Linked DNA regions of Sorghum bicolor: region 1 is linked to region 2. A link is a contact called in public HiCAR-type data. All regions are on one chromosome and are shown on one strand. The core of a region is the stretch at or near the end of the contact, and the rest is flanking DNA. Distances in the headings are between cores, read along the strand shown.

Region 1 (5,235 bases), core at 2,177-4,676, 260 kb after region 2:
CGATACCAAATAAATGTAATATAAAAATATATTTCATGGTATATGATAATACTAATTTATTACTATAAATATTATTGTTCTTATAAATTTAACTAAACTTAAAATAGTTTGACTTAAGATAAAAATTGATTTGTTTTGAAACGGCATCAAATGGTATATGATAATACTAATTTATTACTATATTATTGTTCCTATATGTGTGTAAACAAGAATAGGCGGGTGATCTCTGCATGATATATGGGTGCACACGCGGGTTCGCCCCACATTGCAAAGTAGTCAGAGTGAGTGGTCCGATGTGACTCATCAAGCGACAAAGGAACTGCCACATACGGCAGGAAGATGTACAATTGGCGATGCTCGCGTTCTCGCTCACTCTCTTGTGATCTCTGTGGGCTTTGCAGACAGAGGCCGGAGGAGCAGTGAAGAAGCAACCACATGCATGCAGCTTTTGACGCATTTCGGCATTTGCCATGAAAACAAACATAATCACCAGAGCGCATGCATATCTGGACCATGATTATTATGTTCACATGCAAGTTATGCAACTGCATCCAGTCACAAAAGCTACCATATTTTCTAGTACAAAATATTTAATTATAAAATATGCAGAGGTATACTTTGTAAAAGTTTCTTTCAAGACAAATTTATACCAATATATTATGTTCCCAAATTATTCCCTTTAGGCACAAATAAGTGACTATTGTTTTTTAATTAAAATATTTGTAAAACGTACCAATCCCCTCATTCTAAGCCGTTTAGGACATTGAAATGGTCTACAACATTAAACTTTGACTAACAATTTCAATGAAAACATAATATTTTGATCAAGTATAATTAAAGATTATGAGCTCCTTAGGAAGCCTCTAGTCCATGAACGCGCGCGCGCACACACACCTAACTCCTATAAGCACCTATGAAACATTAGTTCATTGTTGACGGACCTATCACCTACAGTTAAAAGAATAGCCACACCTAGTAGAATCTAGAAAAAATGTGAGCACCACATTAAATTTAGAACTCGAATCTAGCTAACTACCTACTCGACCTATAGTCATGGGCAGTGGTGCATTGTTGCCGCTAATTGTTTCAATATTGTCGATTGGATCCACTAATTGAACCTCCCGATGGGGCTTGTGGGCATAGCAGCGCCGAATTGAGGTCATAACCAGATCTTGTTCTGGTAAGAGACACCTTTTTTTTCATGTCGGACGATGTTGTAAAGTGAATGTTTCTGTTTTTTAGCCTAGGTACTCCCTTCATACCTGAAATTCTTGACGTTTAGGACATGATTGTGCTTACAAAGGAGTGATTAATTAGAAGGTATTTTTCTATCTCTACCCCTATTAAATAAACAGAGTCATGACTGCTCTTCAAACAAGAAAGTTGTTGAACCCAAGTGGCTAGAGCAGCAGCCTGTGAGTCCCATTGTGCGGGGTGCAGAGTTTGAACCCAATCAGCGCAGTATTTTTTTGCGGAAGGCCAGCAGTGAGAGGTGTGGGCCTTTAATGCGCAGCCAGCGCGCGAGCCTTGCGGCAGCTGAAGAGGCACGCGGTGTAGGGACAAACGCGTCATGTTTAAGCCTCTCATGGCGGCAACGTCATTTTTTTTTTCTCAAAACTGATTCTTGATCTAAAACGTCACCTATTATAGGTATGGAGGGAGTACGTAGTTCATGAAATAATTGAAGCAGGCAATGGATTAAATTATATAATAGTTTTACCCAGATGAACAAATCTACTCCCTCCATTTATAAGACGACTTTTCTAAAAATATCAAAATATCCCTTGTCGTGTTTTGTTGTGTAGCACTGTGGGTGGAGTGGTGATTGGCAATTTGGCACTGGCAGTTCGGCAGGATTGAATTTAATGAAAAGGGACTGTACACATAAATTATTCAGATCTATCGGAATTATTATTGGCACATTTAATTTATCCGAATGTTGGCGAATGGCAAGCAATGCATACGCATGAGGCTAGGAGAGCGGCCGGGTGATGAGCGAGGAGTGTAGTACGTGGGCGCCGCAGAGCCGCCTGAATGCTGTCGGCCGGCCGGCCGGGGTATCGGTGGGTGGAGGTGGAGGTGGAGGTGGTGGCGGCGACGGCGACGGCCGGCCGGAGTTTGGTCTGCGCTGCGCGTGCCGGTCGAGATAGCGACGGGCGAGACGACGGAGGGAGTTGCACTGGTTGGAGTTGGTTGGCGTGGCACGTCGTCGTCGTCGTCGTCGATCGTCATTGTAGCGGCGAGCCGCCGCCGTCGTAAGAGAAGGCAACGGTTGGATGTGGGCCTTAATTTGTATGGGTCGATAACTTTTGTTGGTTCTTGTTCGGCAGAGATGCTGGGCCGGCCCAACTACTATGCCTTGTTTTTTTGGTACGGGCTACCTTAAAAAAAATAAGAAGGAAAGGGCAAAAGGTCTCGGTTCCAAGAAATTATTTTTCACGTCAGATTTCATTTTCATTTTATTATTTTTCTCCTGAGATTTCGCTTTCACTATTCATAGTAGTACCATGTTATGTCAACCAACTGAAAAGCATGACGACAGACTGATATTTCTGTCCCTGGTATTATTATTATTATTATTATTATTATTATTATTATTATTATTATTATTATTATTATTATTATTATTATTATTATTATTATTATTATTATTATTATTATTATTATTATTATTATTATTATTATTATTATTATTATTATTATTATTATTATTATTATTATTATTATTATTATTATTATTTAGTTTAAAGTTCCAAAATCCTTTGTCTGAAACAGAAATCCAAATCTAGACATACATACCTTCATGTTGTAACTGTAGACCATAACAATTAGTACAAACACATATGGAGGCACATGCATGAAACATTAATATATAGATAAAAAAAATAACTAATTGCACAATTTACCTGTAATTTGCGAGACGAATCTTTTTAATCTAGTTAGTCTATAATTAAATAATAATTATTAAATAAAACTAAAAATGTTACAGTAGCGAAATCTAAAAAATTTCATAAACTAAATAAGGCCTAAGAAAAGAGGAGAGAGAAGAAATGAAACCATACGCGTCTACCAAAGGTAAACCACTGGTACAATAGTAGAGTATTCAATTGGGTTAAGCAAAATATAAAGACCATACCATTTGTTTATTTATTTATTTATATAAAAAGAATTGTGGGCCAGCATCACACTCTCCTCTCCTCCTGGCTCCTGCTTCCCGGAAACGGAAGCGGCAGAAGCGGTGGGCCAAGTCCACCGTCCACGCCCCCCTCTCCAAGAAACCCCAAACCGATGGCCGGCCGACCTGGACCCACCAAAGGGGGGGCCGTCCGATCCCGCCCACAGGACGCAACGGACGGCCCGATGCGGCGCCTGCCCGTGTCGGCCCGTCGCTACATGTACGCGGGAGTCGCACCCGGGGCCGCCTCGCTCGCTCGCTCTCCCCTCTCCTCTCTCTGCGCCCACCGGAACGGAAACGCAACCCCAACCCAGGGGAGGAAGGAAGAGGGGAAAGCAGGAGCCGACTGCCCACACCACCCACAGGAACGCCGCGGGGCAGGGGGGGGGGGGAGGAGGAAGACGCCGGCAGTGGCGGCGCCTTAAAAGGCCAGGGCGCGGTTTTCTGCTTGCCTATCTTTCACTTCCCCTCATCTACTACTGCGCTGCGCCGTTTAATTTAGCCCGCAAGAGTAAACAACAAGAGGAAGAATTCTTGTGTTGCGGTCCAATCCGTTCCGCTGCTTGAGCTTGACTGACTATCTCTATCCGATCTTCCGCGTGACGGGTCCGATGACCTACCACTGGTATTGCTTACCTCCTTCCCCTTCCCTTTCCCCTTAATTTGGTCTCTTGTTGATCCTGTTATGTGGTATGCTAATTCGGATCGATTGAATTGAATTAAGCTATTCTGAGGCGATTCTTTTAGTGCGTATTAGATGTATCATGTACTATTAGTTAGTGTCGCCCTGCCGGCGTTTCTGTTGTGTTATTGTATACTAGTTGCTAGTTTGTGCTCCTAATCTTTACCTGTCATCATGCGTTTGCTGCCTCATGGTAGGATGAACAACATTCTAGACCAATTGACACTAGCAGCGCCCCGCTGACTACATAACAAAGCAAAGCAATAGGGCAATAGGGAAGCGATTCCTGCACCCAATGATGAATTATGAACGATTCTAGTGCACTTATCGACCTAGGCATGACTCTAGCAGCGCTGACGTATCATATATGATCTTGCTAGTATTGTGCAGTCTTTGGACAGCACCGCACGATACTATATATATTGGTTAAGTTCACAACTGATTTGAAACTGTTTAAAAAAAATTGGACAAGTGATCTGTAACTGAGTGAAGTATATGTTCTATATTTACTGTAAGTACTAATGAAAGTCAACCTTGGATGTCTGGTCGTCACTGTGCAACTGTTAATGAGCAAACTAATGTCGTACAAGTTTTAGACAAGTGTTTGGAAAGTTTATTGTTCAATGTTTTATATTAACTGTAATATAAGTACCAGTGACAGTCAACCTTGGGTGTCTGGTCATCAGCGTGCAACTTTTAATTAGCAAACTAATGCAGTACAAGTTCTAGAGGAAGTGTTTGGAAAGTTTATTGTTAAATGTTATAATTCTGGCCTAATGAGCATAACAAGCTTTGCACGTCAGGGCCTCAAGGGTCGTCGTCATCTATCTATATTTGAGGTTCTTGCGTCAACATGACAAGGTGCTTTTACTCCCATCAAACTGTTACGGGGGTAGCGCTGTGGCTGTCATTTCTGTGTCCTAGGAAAATGGCCACAGAGAAGAGCCAAAGATATGAAGGGTCTTTTTTACAACACAGACATGCCGGTAATGTCTGTTGCGGAAGCAGGGTTGGCACGCTTCTGTGTCTTATGATCTTCTGCTGCCTCCTTGTGTGGCTGCACCAGCCATCAGCTCTACCAGAGCAGCAGTATCCAGAGAGATGGTGTGGAGCACACACAATTCTACTCTGCGTGGGGTAAAGAATCACTCTGGCAGAGTTGTTTTACTAGTCGTATTCGGTTTGCAAACAAGAAAACTCCCTGGACTCAATTAAGCGTCGATAACTTTTTAACATCAAATAATATGGGCACTGGGGAAAAAGGTCTTTACTTACTTTAGGAAGAAATAGTAATATGTCAACAAGGGAAGTTCTAAAGTTAATAACTCATGCATTTTGTGCCCTGTAACTATAATTGTAAATAAATGTTTACGCACAA
Region 2 (5,097 bases), core at 2,564-5,063:
ACTAACCTTGTATCAACATTGACTCCAAGTGGAACCACGATCCTATGTGGCCACTGAAGCATGTCAGTAACAATTGAATTCACAGTATCCTGCATTTGGAGATACAAAATCTATGGTCAATTCACAACACCAACCAATAAAATCTTTAAATCTTATAGCCCATTTTTTTTACATCAATCATATCAGAAAGCCCTGGAATAGCAGTAAGGCTTCCTCCCACAGCCTTGAGGGTGTACTGTATCTTCGGCTTTGGCTGAAGCAATATAAAGGCCACAAAATAAATACATCAGAGACCACAATATGATGATTCCATAGGGTAAAAATGCCAGGAATCCATAAGAGATTACATGCCTCTGCAAGGAGAGCCACCACAACGGTGGAGATGCAGGGGACCTCTTCAGAAAGCTGAAATATAGTACGTACGACCGTGAATACCTGGAGATCCTTGAGCTGAAAATATGTAGGTTCATCTAAAAGTTAACATTACTCAATAGTACGTACATCCGAACGGTCATGTTGCTCCTAACAATGTATGTATGGCTGAACAAATTAATATCATCTGAAACCTGAATGGGCAATGAAGCAAAAATGGAATCAACAGCTAGGATTATGCTTGGATCTCCACCCCACCGAAAATCAATGTCCATGATGATCTGGCCTGGCTGGAGGTTTTGGATACGAATACCTTCATAATTAAAAGATAAAAGTAAATTTAAACTCCTCCAATTCTATACTGCCTCATATGTTTAGGTTAGATAGAGAGCAACCTTCTATCTTTGGTGGCACATTTCCAAGGAAAAATCTGCTAAACTTCAGCGATTTTATTCCTGGAGGGCGGTAATCATCGAGTAGTGGTTCAACAGATTCCTTGACAACCAACGTTGCAGCCTAATACAAAGTAGAAAAGAGAAATTGCCATAAAGATAGATTCAACAGTCCCAAGTGCAAAATGAATTGGAAATTTGGCTGTTGGTGAATCGATGTAAGTAAAATAAATGAAATTATTTTGTATCGAGTTCCTTTTTTTTTATACCTGTGCTATAAAAGGCCAGAGTTTGCTTAGGTGTTTGTTCAGCCACTTTACCTGTAGAGCAACAAATTTCATGTCCAATAAGTTATGAAACATAGTAGCACGCATTATATTTCAGGCTCTGACCTTTGTGCATATGAACAGTAGGTTTATAATTGCAGTTATAGCAAAAGACAAGATTTTTAAAACTGTTTTAATTCAAAGAGAATTGCATTGCCCCCCAAAAATTTTTGTCCATACTCCACAGACAAAACCTCTTTGATGAGTCAACATGAAAATAGCAACAAATTAGTCAAACAGTTTGAATGGAGGGACCGATGACAGATAGACAGAGATCATCCAAATAGAGGCGTATTTTTAAAATAAAGTAGCCATGAAGGATGCAAAGGATTGAAACAAACTCTTCTCTTTCAGAACATAAGGTTTAAATATTATTTTTCATAAGAAAGAACATATATAGGTGCAGTTGCTTCGTTCACCTGCTCAAACTGTTGAAACGACACCCATTCAGGAAAATTGTCACCACATAGTTTTTTTAGATCGTCTCTTGAGAGTGAGCCAAGGATGTTGATGTCAGCTGCCTGTTGAGGAGAAATATGAACATATACCGGGCTATATACATCCGCTAAATTTTCAAAGCATAAAATTAGCGCTACATAAAAAAAGTTTGGTTTGACGACCAAGGGGTATTATTCATTCATCAGGCACCTAAACCTAAAGAGCAAATAAATAACCGGCATTTTATTTGAAGCATGTGTACTACAGATATATAGACTAGTGGGTTGGGTACGGTATGAAATTAATCAAATGAATGAATACTTATATACTGCTTCAATTCCTAGATAGATAGATAGATAGATAGATAGATTGCCAACAAATATATAGTAATAAACAACCAACCGGCGTGCAGTGCCAGTAGCCAGTAGGTTACCTTGGCGACGCGCTTGGCGGTGCGGCGGCGCATCATCCTGCTCCAGGCGGCCATGAGCGCCACGCCCAGAAGCAGCCCCGCCACCATCCCGGAGACGAGCCCCATCGTCGTCGTCTCCGCGCGGGCTGCCTGCTGCAGGTGCAGAGAGAGGGTGCCGGCCGGCACCGATCAAGCGAGAGAGGTGAAGCAAGGGCGGAGGGTGCAATGCGTCTCGACAGCGAGAGTAGTATAGTAGTCGTGGAGGTGAGGCGATCGAGGGAATTGAAGGAGACGATTCATGAGGTGAAGTAGTTGTCGTCTTCGAAACCACAAGATATTGCAATCGCGCGCATTATTATATTGCTTTAATTACTTATATTAGTACAGTATAAGCTAGTATTGCTTGCTAGCGTTAGTATATATCCCGCATATATATATATATATGTCTCGTAACCTCCTAATAATATATGCGTAACTGCTTTGCCGCATGGTGAACTACTCCAGTATAAGTACAGTGCACTTGATCGAATTTCTTTCAAAACAAATTTGCTGTTGCCCCGGCCTCTGGTTGCTACGATCGAGTCCCTACGACGTCCAAAATCTAATGTTAATCAACTGCGCTCCATTTCTGTCTTTTTTGCCTCTTTACTGACGATATGATCCTCATCTAATGGAGATCCCCATGCAGAGACCCTAGACTAGTCGACTATTATGCAGCCCAGACCCCAGAGGCTGTATTCAAGAAGGTCAGTGACATTTGTTTCTTTCCCTTTCCTGACCGCAAATGACATGTACGTACTTCCCTGGGTGTTTTTGACATATCAAGGCATCAGGAAGAATACATAGGATATGAAGGCTACTTCCATCCTTTTGGCTCGCTCAAGCATGCCTGACATGAATTTGTAAGCACACATGGACCTCAAGGAGTTTTGAGGCGTACGTGTGATATACTTGTTGGGTTAATTTCACATTCCGTGAGCTATATATAGCTCATGAATTTCTAGCAATTTTGGGAGTACTGATAACCACTAGCTAGGTAACTCAGATAGATGTACCATTCAGTACTCAAATCCTAGATATCTAGTGCCTAACTGAATGTTTCTTTGAGCTAGCTAGTTTCGAGATCCAGATGATGCATTGCTTTGGTGTTATAGACGATGGATTGGTCACTTTGCATGTTTGAGTCCATGGTGTGAAGTTTAAGTCACTAGAGGAATGTGTTTGTAGCACCATGGTGGTCGCGAGTGATATGTGCTCAGGTGTTTTTATTTTGGTACTAGGGCACGCATCAGGAGGCAAACTAATGATCAAAAAGGTACGATTGTATGCTTACACCTTTTGGTTATTCCAACATGTTTGGTATGACTTTCAAGATATTCTGAGGCCTTTGGACTTCGGGGTCTAGAGGCTGGTTTTCATGTTTTTGGTACATTTCGTGAACAGAGCACCAAACGACTGAAACTACACTAAAGCCATGCTAATTAAATGCTTCAGAACAAACAATAAAAAAAACATAAAAATAGCCACAAGAAGCACCAGGATATTAATTCGAGAGGCCCGAGAGGGACAGAGAGAATCCAAATAACCCGTCATATCATTGGTGACTAAAACTTGGAAGAGAAATATTACGTCAGCTACACACACTACATATATGTTGGCAGCTAGCTAGCCGCAACCGGTCTAAACTACACTACACTACACGAACACACGAGGAGGCGCGCTGGCACTCCAAATATTATCGCTCTCAATTGGTGCCAAATTTCTGAAAAAGGAAAAAAAATCCATAGGATCAGCAGTGAGCTCCCACCACACGACAAGCGATCGAGCGTCGAGAAATCTCATGACGAAGCAGCAGCAGCAGCAGCAGCAGCGGGGATGGATCTTCTTCTTGTTCCCTCCTCCTCCTCCTCCACACATCCCATTCGCAGTCGCAGTCGCAGGAGTGAGCTCCTTCCCACCAATCATACTCTCTCATTATCCCGCCGTTCCGCCCATCCACACACCACACCTCACCTCACCTCACCTCACCTCACCTCACCACACACACATTCTCTCTCCCCTCCAGCTAGCTCGCTCGCCTGCTCATCACTGTCGCTTGCTTGCCTCGATCGCAACGCGCTTGGCATGGCGTCCGAGGTGTGGCTATCGCCGGCGTCTCGCCTCCCATCTCTCTCCACCAACGCACCACCTCGCTTCCGCTCCAACCCACCTGCCACCACAACCGCCTCTTTCTTCTCTCCCCGCCCCCGCCCTGCTCGCGGCGCCCTGCCTCTGCTGCGCGTCCGCCGCCGTCTTCGCGCCACCGACCAGCAAGGTATCCTTCAACGGGTGCACTCCACATGTTCGACTTAATCACGCACTCCATCTCATGATAACTGCTTTGCTTGCTGTGGCTGTGGCTTTGCTTCGGCCAGGCCAGGTTCAGGAACAAGACGACGAGGTGGTGGACAGCAACATCCTCCCCTACTGCAACATCGACAGGAAGCAGAAGAAGACGCTCGGAGAGATGGAGCAGGAGTTCCTGCAAGCCTGTCAGGTTTCATTTATTACTCTGTCCATACCTACTGTCAACAAGGACATACATACATACATACAGGATTTTCACCTTAACTCTTTGTGATCATTGAGCGTCCGTTCCCTCCAACGAAACAGGCCTTTTACTTTGACCAGAAGGCCATCATGTCCAGCGAGGAGTTTGACAACCTCAAGGAGGAGCTCATGTGGGAGGGGAGCAGCGTCGTCATGCTAAGTAACCATCTTTATTTTATTTGCTCCACTACTAATATATAGCCTGTGTGCTCAAGTCTTTAATTTGCAACAAAAGTTAATGCTAACCAAGGTGTGGCGTCGATACAAATTACTACTTTCCTGTGTGCTGTTTCCAGGCGAAGATGAGCAAAAGCTTCTGGAAGCTTCCATGGCCTATGCCGCTGGCAGCCCCATCATGTCTGATGCTGAATTCGACCAACTCAAACTCAAATTAAAGGTTGGGCCTCTCCTTCCATCCTGTGTATGTACTTGCAAGGATGATGTATATATATACACACACTTCATATCCATGTTCGCTGATCAAGTTCTCTGCTATGCTGTTCCATCACCTTCGTTAGACAGACGGCAGTGTCATTGTGATGGAGGGTCCCAGGTGCAGTCTAAGGAG

The links. HiCAR-type assays count read pairs that join an accessible place to other places.
Region 1: a contact with region 2 is called in a HiCAR-type map of leaf, with 7 times the contacts expected there. The contact joins the promoter of LOC8061389 here to the promoter of LOC110436541 in region 2. A contact is called at or near these places in 1 of 4 Hi-C or Micro-C datasets (leaf mesophyll) and 1 of 1 datasets of contacts at active chromatin or transcription factors (leaf).

The regions. Positions count from the first base shown.
Region 1 is chr1:681,226-686,460 of Sorghum_bicolor_NCBIv3, forward strand. It overlaps LOC8061389 (inactive poly [ADP-ribose] polymerase RCD1), which reads left to right and starts at 3,427. Exons shown (of 8, transcript XM_021457901.1): 1 at 3,427-3,800; 2 at 4,661-4,994.
Region 2 is chr1:417,525-422,621 of Sorghum_bicolor_NCBIv3, forward strand. It overlaps LOC110436541 (PGR5-like protein 1B, chloroplastic), which reads left to right and starts at 3,814. Exons shown (of 11, transcript XM_021463789.1): 1 at 3,814-4,254; 2 at 4,355-4,476; 3 at 4,593-4,689; 4 at 4,826-4,926; 5 at 5,048-5,097. The coding sequence starts at 3,816. LOC8059253 (synaptotagmin-5) reads right to left here and starts at 1,340. Exons shown (of 9, transcript XM_021463802.1): 1 at 1,034-1,340; 2 at 768-888; 3 at 567-685; 4 at 352-450; 5 at 173-253; 6 at 7-89. The coding sequence starts at 1,138.